Linked DNA regions of Hordeum vulgare: all the other regions are linked to region 3. Evidence: chromatin contacts called from public Hi-C data. All regions are on one chromosome and are shown on one strand. The core of a region is the stretch at or near the end of the contact, and the rest is flanking DNA. Distances in the headings are between cores, read along the strand shown.

What was found. Hi-C and Micro-C count contacts between places; a contact is called where the count stands out from the background.
Region 1: a Hi-C map of leaf shows a contact between it and region 3, with 8 times the contacts expected there. The contact joins the promoter of LOC123407244 here to the promoter of LOC123412456 in region 3. A contact is called at or near these places in 2 of 6 Hi-C or Micro-C datasets (leaf and seedling) and 1 of 1 datasets of contacts at active chromatin or transcription factors (embryo).
Region 2: a contact with region 3 is called in a Hi-C map of leaf, with 10 times the contacts expected there. The contact joins the promoter of LOC123407681 here to the promoter of LOC123412456 in region 3. A contact is called at or near these places in 3 of 6 Hi-C or Micro-C datasets (leaf and seedling).

Annotation. Positions count from the first base shown.
Region 1 is chr7H:225,844,856-225,848,417 of MorexV3_pseudomolecules_assembly, reverse strand. LOC123407244 (hydroxymethylglutaryl-CoA synthase) reads right to left here and starts at 1,660. Exons shown (of 11, transcript XM_045100335.1): 1 at 1,451-1,660; 2 at 807-913; 3 at 510-642; 4 at 222-365; 5 at 1-117. The coding sequence starts at 1,516.
Region 2 is chr7H:226,676,379-226,680,081 of MorexV3_pseudomolecules_assembly, reverse strand. It overlaps LOC123407681 (sorbitol dehydrogenase), which reads right to left and starts at 2,392. Exons shown (of 4, transcript XM_045100868.1): 1 at 2,131-2,392. The coding sequence starts at 2,245.
Region 3 is chr7H:226,185,722-226,189,745 of MorexV3_pseudomolecules_assembly, reverse strand. LOC123412456 reads left to right here and starts at 1,451. Exons shown (of 1, transcript XM_045105405.1): 1 at 1,451-4,024. The coding sequence starts at 1,877. The coding sequence ends at 3,946.

The DNA.
Region 1 (3,562 bases), core at 411-2,910, 340 kb after region 3:
ATGAGCCATGTGAGAAGCTCTATATTTACTTTCAAAAGAAATAGGTGCATTTGGACCAATAAGCATAGCAATTGCAGCAGCTCCACCCGTAGGCCGAGCTGGTCCCTCTGCATAAACCTGAACATAATATGGGACATAAAATGAGTGCTGCACAGAGAAAAAAGGGAGAGAAACTGAATCGACTTGGTGCAGAAATTAGATGTTGATATCGGGTGACTAACCGCGCTATCTGTGCAGACCACAAGGCCGTAGCGTCCATCCCAGCATCGACTTTCGACCCAATTCACACAGTTCAACAGGGCAGCTGTCCCACCATAACATGCGTTACTCGAGTCAACTCCCTCAATGTCAGTATTACCACTTTCCTGTATTTGTGACAAATGTCAACAATTGCAACATTGAGTGAGACTGAAACTGAACTAACAAACAACTAAATGAAGTGGAAACTGCGAGTTCACCAAGATTCAGGTTAGAGGGAATATATGTTGGATCCTAATTCCATGATTTACCTCAAAAATTTGCATCAGCCACGTTTTGATGGATTTACTTTTGTCTATCACTGTCTCGCTACCGACCTCCAGGCGGCCAATTAGCTTTGGATCTATGTGGTACTTTTCCAGCAGGGATTTGACAACTGTCAAACTGAAATAACTTTCCAACTTGAGCATTCACGTACCGAATAGAGTATTGCACTAAATATATAAGTATTTGATATAATTGATTAGTAAATTCTACTCATCAAGAAGTTCAATCCCAGCAAAAGAAGGTAGGACAAGGGAGTAATTTTCCGGTGTGACAAAATATACCTCATCGAGATGACATCTTCTACCTCGCTGCAGAAGGCCATGCAGTCTTGCCCAAGACCAATTGTGTACTTCCCCTTGCTGGCCCCGTCATGAACCTCCAGCGCTTCCTGCAACCAGTACTTCAACGCATCAGCATTCAACTCTTACTCCAGCAGCATTGAACCGACACAGCAAATTATCCATGTATTAATTGGGCACAGCCGCTCCAAAGCCACATCAGATCACCATATGCTCGCTCTGTGGGAGACGAAATACAGCACCAGGCATATGCAGCATCTGACAGCCGGTATATCAGAGTGAAACTAATAATAATTCAAATATTCCTTGAGTAAACAAATCACTTCACCACCCGTGATCCACAAATCCGCACGGAGATGGCACCTCCGAACCAAGGTTTCATTTTCCGGAAACAATTTCATCGTGGCGATCTCAACTAGTAGTCTAGTACTCCGTAAACCCGAAATCCCGCACGCCTGGCTAAAACCCCCGCGGCAATTCCCCGCCCAAAATACCAAATCGTCCGTGATCTCGACGCGGAGATGCTCGGAGCCACAGATCAGCCACGTTCGCAGCACGCAGCGTGGCACGACGGCGACAAATCGAGCGGGGGCGGCGGGAACAGCAGCTCTGGTGGAGAAGTTCACCTGCTGGACGCAGGTGGGAGGGAAGTACATGTCCATGGCGAGGATCCCGACATCCTTGCAGTCCATCTCGCGATCCCTCCTCCCGCTCTGTGCTTCCGCGGGCGCTCCCAGTGGCTGGGCTGGCTCGCAGGAGGAGGAGGAGGAGGAGGAGGCGTGTGTGACGTGAGAGAGTTCGTGTGACTTTGGCAGCGCCGGGGACGCGGAGCACGTCGGGGATAATATACGAGATTCCCAGATTCGTTGTCTGCATCCCTGAACCGGTCCTGCCGATTTGTGGGCTGCTGCGACGGCCTGCTTGGGCCAGCTGGCCTGGACCATATAGGCACGACAGTATTTACCTCTCAAAAAACAAAAAGGCTCGGCAGTATTTTAAAGGGAAACGATTCGCTCGCGAGCGTCGTTGGATCCCATCATATCTGGCGGTCCTCGTTTCTTCCTCCGTCACGCACACGTCCTTCCCCTTCTTCCCCACTTTCTTTCCCCCTGCAACCGTTATCATGCCACATCGTTGGTGGTCGGCTTGCCACCCCTCTTCTCGTCTCCTTCAGCGAGTGTACACCTCCTCTCTCCTCTCTCCCTACCGAAGCTCGGGGACTGCTTGCTCAAACCGTTCACTCGTGAAGCTGTGACCCGCTGCGGCATATGCTGGAATCATACTACACGCGAACTAAGTGATACTTCTATGCTAAAGACATGGTCCCGTCGACCGACGATGTGCTGTAACCGGCGACCCATGATGCTACCACCGACATGCCGAATTGCTATAACCACGCATATGAAAAGCTGCAAGCGTGCCATGGCGGAATGCTGCAACCGTTGACATAAAATGCTACAACCGTTGATGAAAAAAGTTGCAACCAGACATATAAGAAGCTGCAAGCGGTCATTGTCATGACAGAATGTTGCAACCGTTGACATAAAATGCTACAACCGTTGATGAAAAAAGCTACAACGAAGGACCGACAAGGTTGCAGCAAAAATCACAACGTCACCGTTGCCACCAAAAACTTCGTCGTGGCCGTTGCAGCAAATCATGTCACCGGATGTAGCTTTTTTCATTGTCGGTTGTAGCAAAAATCGCAAAGCCATGTGCGATGTAGCAAAATGCAACACTAGTTGCAGCAAATAGCGATGCCGGTTGTAGCAAATTGTGATGCCGGTTGAAGCATGTAGCAAAAATCGATGTTAGTTCCAGCATCCTATATCGTGGGTGTGCCTCGCCGTCGCAGTTATGCAGCTCGTCCGTCGAAGCTAGGAAAAGAGGTGGCTGTGCGCGCGGGACCGGGTTAATGGCATCCTCGTCGGGGATGGGCACCGTTCGCCGGGGCCGATGGTCGTTGCCGCTCGCCGGGGCTGCGCACAATCATAGCTCGCCGTGGTCGCTCGTCTGCTGCAAGTTGCAAGGGTCGTAGACGCGCGATGCTGTGAGCGACGGCAGCGGCAAGCGCGGAGTCCACCATTGACGGAAGTTGGCTAGCTGCGGCCGCCTCATATCTCGTCGTTGACTTCTTCTATGCATGCGCGGTGTGGGGTTGTTTATTTTTTACCAAACGGGCAACGCAGATCCAATGGTTACAACAACTCCAATTAAATGATGCAGGATGGACCGGCCTAAGCTGGAGCGCCGGTGCGCCGGCGCCCAGTACTGCCCTTTTAAAACCTTTTCTGCAGCTTTTTATATAGGTCCTTGCTAACTTCCGAACAATCGGAATATTGCAATAGGTCCGAGCAAACGATGCATTCTTCACTAATCATGCTAACTAATTCTGCACTAGGCACTAAACATCTAGATTATTTTCTTTTATTTGCTAATTTTGTACTATTTTATTAGAAAAATACCGTGAAGCATACTTTAAAAGATGCATGCATGCATATAAAACAAAAATGATGATGTCAGCAAAGATTTTATTAAAAATTAAAATTTACAATGTTTTGTAGTTCAAGCCAGCGTTTTGATGAAAAACCGTTTTCACATAAAAGATTCGTCGCAACGAGGCACTACTAGAGAAAATCCTACTAATAGCGATGGATATATGAGTAGCAGTAGCGCTGGTCCAAGTGCTACTGCTATCGCGTTACAGCTAAAAACTAGTAGTAGCGCTGATACTAGCA
Region 2 (3,703 bases), core at 1,143-3,642, 490 kb before region 3:
CACGGAGCAAAAATGAATGAATCTATAATTTAAAGTATCTCAATATACATCCATCTGCAGTAGTGATTTTCCTTTAAAACTTATTTTTTTAAATGAAAAGAGTATTACTTTGTAAAATCTTTATAAACAACTAGCACAGTGCTCGTGCGTTGCTACGGAACCATAAGAGATCATCGAAAGATGGTGTTGTCCTACGACTATTGCATGGTTTATGATTAAGAAGAGGGCGTAAATATAATAAAAGGTCATGTTGTAGGCATAGATGATTTCTAAGCGACCATTGTAGGTCCTTCGTGAGATTTACAGTGAGATACACATTTTAAATTTTAAAACATAGGTGAATGGTCGTAAGTAATTTGAATGCAAGATCGTGTATTTGGTAGGAGGACAACGTCTACAACCATGTTGTGAAGTTGCGATGTGTTCGCTCTCTCCTCCGTAAAAATAAATAAATGTGTTCATTCTCTTCTATTATGCTATAAAACTAACAACGCGTTTGGCAATATTTGGGAAGAGGAATGGGAGTTTAGTATAGGGAGTTGTATTGGGATTAGACATGAGATGAGTCGTTTTATTCCCATTCCCTTGTTTGGTACATGATAGAAATTATGTGTGAGAATTTGAGGAGAATTTGTATTCCCTTGTTTGGTTCATGGAAATTGACGAGGGACTAGACCAGGAAAGTGAACATAAATTATGATGAAGGGTTAAGATTGACTCACTAAAATAATTCCCTCCAAACTCCCACCCCTCCCCCAATAAAACGGTAGGAGTTGGAGTCTCAACAACGTGTTTGGCAATATTTGAGAAGAGGAATGAGAGTTTAATGTAGGGAGTTGTATTGAGATTAGACATGGGATGAGTCATTTTATTCCCAATCCCCTACTTGGCACATGATACGAATTATATGTGAGAATTTGAGGAGAATTTGTATTCCCTTGTTTGGTTCATGGGAATTGACAAGGGATTAGACTAAGGGAGTGGACATAAGTTATGATGAAGGGTTAAGATTGACTCACTAAAACAATTCCCTCCCAACTCCCACCCCCTCCCCTGTTAATAAAACGGCAAAAGTTGGAGTCTCAATTCCCATGCCTATTCCTTTATAAATTCCCAATCCCCTGAACCAAACAATAGATTTAAAGTCTTGTATCCTTTTAATTCCCATTCCCCGACTCTAATTACCCCCAACCAAACACGCTGAAGTTCCATGCTTATTCCTTTATAAATTCCCAATCCCCCTAACCAAACAATAGATTTAAAGTCTCGTACCCTTTAATTTCCATTCCGTCACTCTAATTACCCCCAACCAAACACGCTGTAAAAGAATTGGTTGTGCAGAGAAATTAATATAAATGCATTTATAATCTATGTTTTAAAAGAGCGCTATTTTCATATTAGGCTAGTAATTTATTTGTTTATTTGGCATAGGTCTTAAAAAATAAGATTTGTTTATTCTATCTTCTGAAAAGCTGATAGTCTCACGTGTAGATATAAGTGTATTTGTTTATTTGTACGATCCTATCACCAATTCTAACCTTTATAAGTAAGAAAAATTAATAAAATAAATGCATGCATCATCCATATGCATAGGCCGGTTCTTACTCTTTTTTAAAAAAGTCTGCAAATTGACTTAAATTAGAAAATTAAGACGAGACTTAAATAAATCATGTTAACAGATTTGCTAAATCTCACCTAGATAAGAAATAACAAAGTCTCATCTAACTCCTACACATCATTTGAGTAATCAAACAAAAAATAAAAATAATAAACTGGCACGAATCTTCATCAAAATCAAATGATATACGATTTAGATGTGAATTCGTTAAATCGCTAAATGAGAGCTAGACACATCCTTGCGTTGACATGAACTATCCTGCCACTACTTACCTCCACGTCCACGTCTGACATGCGCAAACCCGATAAGATAAGCTTAAAAAACCAAACTCGTCAGTGCCACCTGGATTTCAGGTTCGGATTGTCTATTAACAAACGGACACTTCTGGACAAGAACAATCGGCAGAAAACCGATCGAGTTCACGAGCCAGCAATGGATTACAAAATCCTAGAACGGCGAGTCGATTTGTATAGCGAAAAACAGAAACGGGAAAGGTCGGGAAGAAAACAAACCCAGCGGCGGAAGCTTGAAGGGCATGATCTTGAGGGTGTTCTTGGCCACCAGCCAAGCCGCCATGTTCTCGCCCTCGCCGCCGGCCGCCGCCTCGCCTTTCCCTCCCTTCCCCATCTCCCTCTCCTTTCTCTCCCACTCAGTCACAGGCTCACAGTATACTGAAGGGCAGGTGAGTGATGGGACGACTATAAAGCGCGGAGTGACTATTTTTCTTTGGCAGCCGTCGGGCGGTGCGATGCTTATCGCTTTATTATCGCTCGCAAGTTGTGGACGGCGGCAAAGGGAAATTATTTTTCTTTTGGATCAGCTCGCCCACCGGCCTTGTCGCGGCTAGACTTCCGTCGTGTCCGCCGACTGTGACCGTGCGTGTGATCCTTGCCACTTCGCGGTTCGACTCCATCAGGCCGTCGTGTCCCCGCTGCCAATCAGGCAAAAAGAACGGCAGAAACCGAGATGACGTGTGTGATCATCATTTTTTCCTTCTTTTTTGCCTTTATTCTTGAATCAAGCGTGTAATCATTAGGGCGATGGGCATCACGGTGGATACTGGATTGCAGCGTCCGTGCCATGTCGGCCTCGAGCCGGATACCATATCCAGGGCTCCAGGCACGGTTTCTGTTTGGGCCACAGTTTCTTCTGGGTGGGAGTGGGACCACACTTTCTTTTATAACTCGGTTGAGAAAACCTTTTCTTTTCTTTAGGAGCCGTCCACAAATCTTGATGCGCGGAAGGAGCAGCCGGATGACGAGAGGCAGGCCCGAGCTTTTTACTGGACACCATGTCATTATTATCTGCAAACTAAAACACGTACTGTCGGAGGGCCGCTTTGGCACCTAGCTGGCTTTAAAAAACTAGATGATGCCCCGCGCGTTGCAGCGGGAACTTTGATAGAAGAAATGCATAAATCATTGTTACAAAATAACTAAAACTAATATGAAGCACATATGTGTTCAAAAAATTAAGTACAAATATGAAGCATATGAAAAATATTTTTGTAATTGTAGTCAAATAATGTCAAATGTGATGGCTCCACTGCATTAGTATATGGTATCCCTCAACACATATACATTCAATATTAAATAGGATGAAAAATAATAATTTAGGACTAACATGCATGTATTGGTGATGTGGCAATGCTACATGCATGCATAAATAAATACACAAGGTGTAACTTCTATTAACATGCATGACTTGCTTGTGTGGCATGTTTGCATGTCTAGCAAAATTAGGTAGTGGGTTTCAACTATTTAGAAATAGAAGATGTGTTTCAAACACACGAGCGAAGCTAGAGCTAAAGTTATCCTGATGCACCGTTTTAGCAATGGAATAAACTTTTTGATCGATACTGTACTAAATAAAGTGATAAAAATGCATTTGTTGATACAAATTACACATAAAATTAGAAAAAGAAAATAAAACATTAAAATTAGCCTAAAAACAGTTTTCCCATAGTAGTTTTTTTTTATGAAAAACTCCAACAGTAGTTAAACTAGCATGTACAATTAGATGCCCAGTAGGCCCACAACACCCATGCCCAAAAGGCTTAGAGGCTACGACCTCCCCTGCCCAAAA
Region 3 (4,024 bases), core at 202-2,701:
GTGGCGAGGCGTCCCGCTCCGGTGACCGCGGCGGTGTGGGGCACCAGTTCACGACCCACACTGCCTGCGCCATCTCCGGCGCGGTGCACGACCAACCCCATGACGCGCCCATCAGTTCCGGAGGGAACGTGGCCACCTCCTCCTCCCCCATCTGCTCGGGGATGGCGACGTCGCCGGCCGCAGAGAGGGCCATGGCGCGGTCCAAGCCCGGCCATTGGCACTCATCATGTGTCGTCATGGAGTCCTCCATGACGCGATGCATGAGCCGGGCCTCCTCCTCCTCCGTCATGCGAGGAGGTGGAGGTGGTGACGGAGACGGGGAAGGCGAGGACGTGGGCGTGAGGCCGCGCACCCGTGTACGCCCGCGCACCTCCCGTGCCCGCGGCGGCCCCGAGACCGTGCCAGCGAAGTAGGAGGCACGCTGCACGTCGTGCTCGTCCCTGAGCCAGGTGTCCTAGAGGGTGGAGTCGGCGGCGTACCTTTCGTCGTAGTAGAGGTCGTCGGGGAGGAGGCGACGACGACGCTCGATCTCCTTGCGGCGCGCACGGTCGCTCGTCGGCACCGGCGAGATAGGGACGCGGTCGGCGGAGAGGTGCCACGCGTTGGGGAGGTGGACGTCGCTCCACGGACCGGCGTCTTCGTCTCCCAGTAGCGCCGGCATACCTCAACATTGAGGTACTGCCGGTCGCGATGGCTGGCTGGCCTAGGGCGATGGTGAAGGGAGCCGCGGCGGAGGCACGGCGCGGTGGCGATGCGGCCTCCTCCTTCACGAAGCCGCGGCGGCGGCCCGACGAGGAGCCAGCCTCGCGGTTGTGGTTGCCCTTGCGGTCGTAGTTCCACAGGCCCATGGCTGCTGCGATGTGGGCGGCCGGCGAGTTCGAGGAGGCTGCTAGGGTTCACGGCTGTCGGGTTTCGAGAAGGTCGAGGGGTGTCGATGGGAACTGTGGACGACGATCGGTCCACGGCTTCCCCATTTAAGAAGGACCGTGATCGTTCCCTAGGCGGAGGACAGATGGGCCCGGCCGCTCGTGCGCATTGATGTGGACGGTGGAAGGTAGGTGGCCGCCTGCCACGCGTCCCGGCACGGACGAGCGCATCTGTTTGATGTCCGCCGCGATTCAAATCCCGCGCAAGTTTGCGTTCGAAATGAAGCGTGCCGGACACAACACGGACAAGATGAATCTGGACCGTCTCACGCTGGGTCGACCTGTTTGTTCCTTTTACCCCCAAACGGACGGGACTGACAGAACGGGTCGTCCAGTGAAGTTGGCCGAATCGCATAGGATAGAGATCTCATTGTAACCACGGTAATTTTAGGCACAACGGAACAGACGGTAGTCGGTAGTAGTAGTACCGTGTCAACGTCAAGGGCGACCTCTAGTCTATGTTGGAAAGCATAAATACTGGAGGAAAAAAACAGTAAAAATCCATGAATCCGGGGGAGTGGGAAAGCAACTCTGTCTGCTCTGGTTTACGATTCCACGATCATACGTAAAAGAGAATGTATGTTCAGGTTGAAGACAATCCTATATAATCATCTGTGAGTCAGCGGTTTTCTCATTGACTGGCACTGCGTAGCAGCCTCCATGAACCAGATGGGTGCTCCTTCACGCTTTGTTGCTACGTCGCTGTCTGCGTGAGCCTAAGGAGAAACTAAAACTTTCCCCCGGCAGCAGGAGATCCACTGGCGCGCACATCGTCGTTCATCACCAGCTACAGCTAGCGAAGCAAACAAGGAGCCGGGAAGAGGCGGCCGCGGCCGGCCCCCGGCCATCCGGTCGCTGTCCGACAGCTCCTAGACAGCAGCGTCGACCGCGCCCGGCCGGCGCCCCCGCCGAGCTAGCTAGCCCAACGACAGCCCGCCCATGAGGCAACCATGCTCTTCCTCTTCACAAAGTACTTATCCAGGGGCAGCAAGAACGCGGCAGCCGGCGACGACGACGACAAGAGGCAGAGGCAGAAGCAGAAGCAGAAGCAGCGCGAGATGCCGGCGGCATCGGCGTCGAATGGTCCTGCGGACAGCGAGCACGGCTGCATGCCCGGCTGCGTGCCTGTGCGCGCCAAGCGGACGGCCACGGTCACGACCGTCACGACCACGTCGGCGAGGACGTCGCGGCACAACTTCGTCAGGTCGGCAGCGTCGGGGCTGTTCCCCGGGGCGCCGGTGTTCACCAACCACGAGTCCCTCCCCGCGCTCCCCGAGGCCTACTCGGAGTTCGCCGCCGCGTTCCCGCAGTACGGCGGGCTAGCCGGCACGGCGGACGCGATCAGGGACGGGGAATACAGGCACCTCGACCGCCACGTCTGCCTGGACTACAACGGGATGAACCTCTTCTCCCACGCGCAGATGAACTCCTCGGTGCCCTCCACGTCCGCTCCGGCGGAGCCGTCGGCGTGGCAGCCGCCCTTCTTCGACATCGCGTACAGGTCGGCGAGCCTGCGATCGCAGGTGCAGCAATGCGGGGACGGCATCGCCGCCGAATCCGCGGCGGGAGGAGGCATCAGCGGCGCCGTTACGAGGCGCATCATGGCGTCCCTCAAGATCCCCGAGGATGAGTACACCATGGTGTGCACGGCGAACCGGACCACAGCCTTCCGGCTCCTGGCCGAATCCTACTCCTTCACTCCCGGCGGCGGCAGGAAGAAGCTGCTCTCTGTGTACGACTACGAGAGCGAGGCGGTGGGTGCCATGGCCCAGAGCGCGCGCAACCGCGGCGCGGAGGTCATGCACGCGAGCTTCGCGTGGCCGAGCATGCGCGTCCACGCCGCAGACCTCCGCAAGAAGCTGCTCCGTGGGCGGCGGCGGCAGCGCGGCCGTGGTCTCTTCGTGTTCCCGCTGGTGTCCCGGATGACCGGCGCGAGGTACCCGTACCTCTGGATGAGCGCCGCGGCGGAGCAGGGGTGGCACGTGGCGCTGGACGCGTGCGCGCTCGGCGCCAAGGACCTCGACACCCTCGGCCTCTCCCTCCTCCGCCCGGACTTCATCGTCTGCAATTTCTTCAAGGTGTTCGGCGAGAACCCCTCGGGCTTCGCCGGGCTGTTCGTCAAGAAGGCCAGCCTCGGCGCGCTCGAGCGCTCCGCGGTCGCGCGCAGCATCGGCATCGTCAGCATCGTTCCGGCGCGGCGGTGGTCGCTCCGCGACGACTACTCCACCGACCTTGAGCACTCGCTCACCTTCCACAAAGCGGTCGACCCGCCAACGGCGGACGATGTCGATCTTGATACCAGCTGCTCCTTTTCCGGTCCGCTCAGCGCCACCGCCACCGCCACCGCCACCGGTCGCAGGACCGACGAGGCCGAGAACGGCGACACTCCGGAAATTTGCGAGGTGGACCGTAGGCCATCCGAAGCCGAAGAAGACACTCGGCCATGGCCGCCGCCAGCAGCAGTCGAAGCAGAGGAGGAGCGCGTGCTGGAGGTGGAGTGCAGGGGGCTGGACCACGCGGACGCGCTGGGCCTCATCGCCATCGGCAACCGGCTGCGGTGCATCAGCAACTGGCTGGTGGTGGCGATGCAGAAGCTACGGCACCCGCACCCGGAGCACGGCGGAGGGAAGCAGCTGGTACGGGTGTACGGGCCGCGCGTCAAGTTCGAGCGGGGGCCCTCGCTGGCGTTCAACGTGTACGACTGGAAGGGGGAGAAGGTGGCGCCGGCGCTGGTGCAGAAGCTTGCCGACCGGCAGGGCATCTCCCTCACCTGCGGCTTCCTGCGGAACATCTGGTTCGCTGACAAGTATGAGGCCGACAGGAGCGCCGTCCTTGAGCAGGCAAGCGACGGCGGCGGCGAGATGGGGATCCATGTGGTGAATGCGTCGCTGGGGTTCTTGACCAACTTCGAGGACGCGTACAAGCTGTGGGCGTTCGTGGCCAAGTTCTTGGACGCCGACTTCGTGGAGAAGGAGAGGTGGAGGTACACGGCGCTCAACCAGAAGACCGTCGAAGTGTAGGTCGCCACCACCATGTTCTGTTCACTGCGTCATTTGTTCACCACGTCGTTCTTCTGTACTGCATTTGGGAATACATGC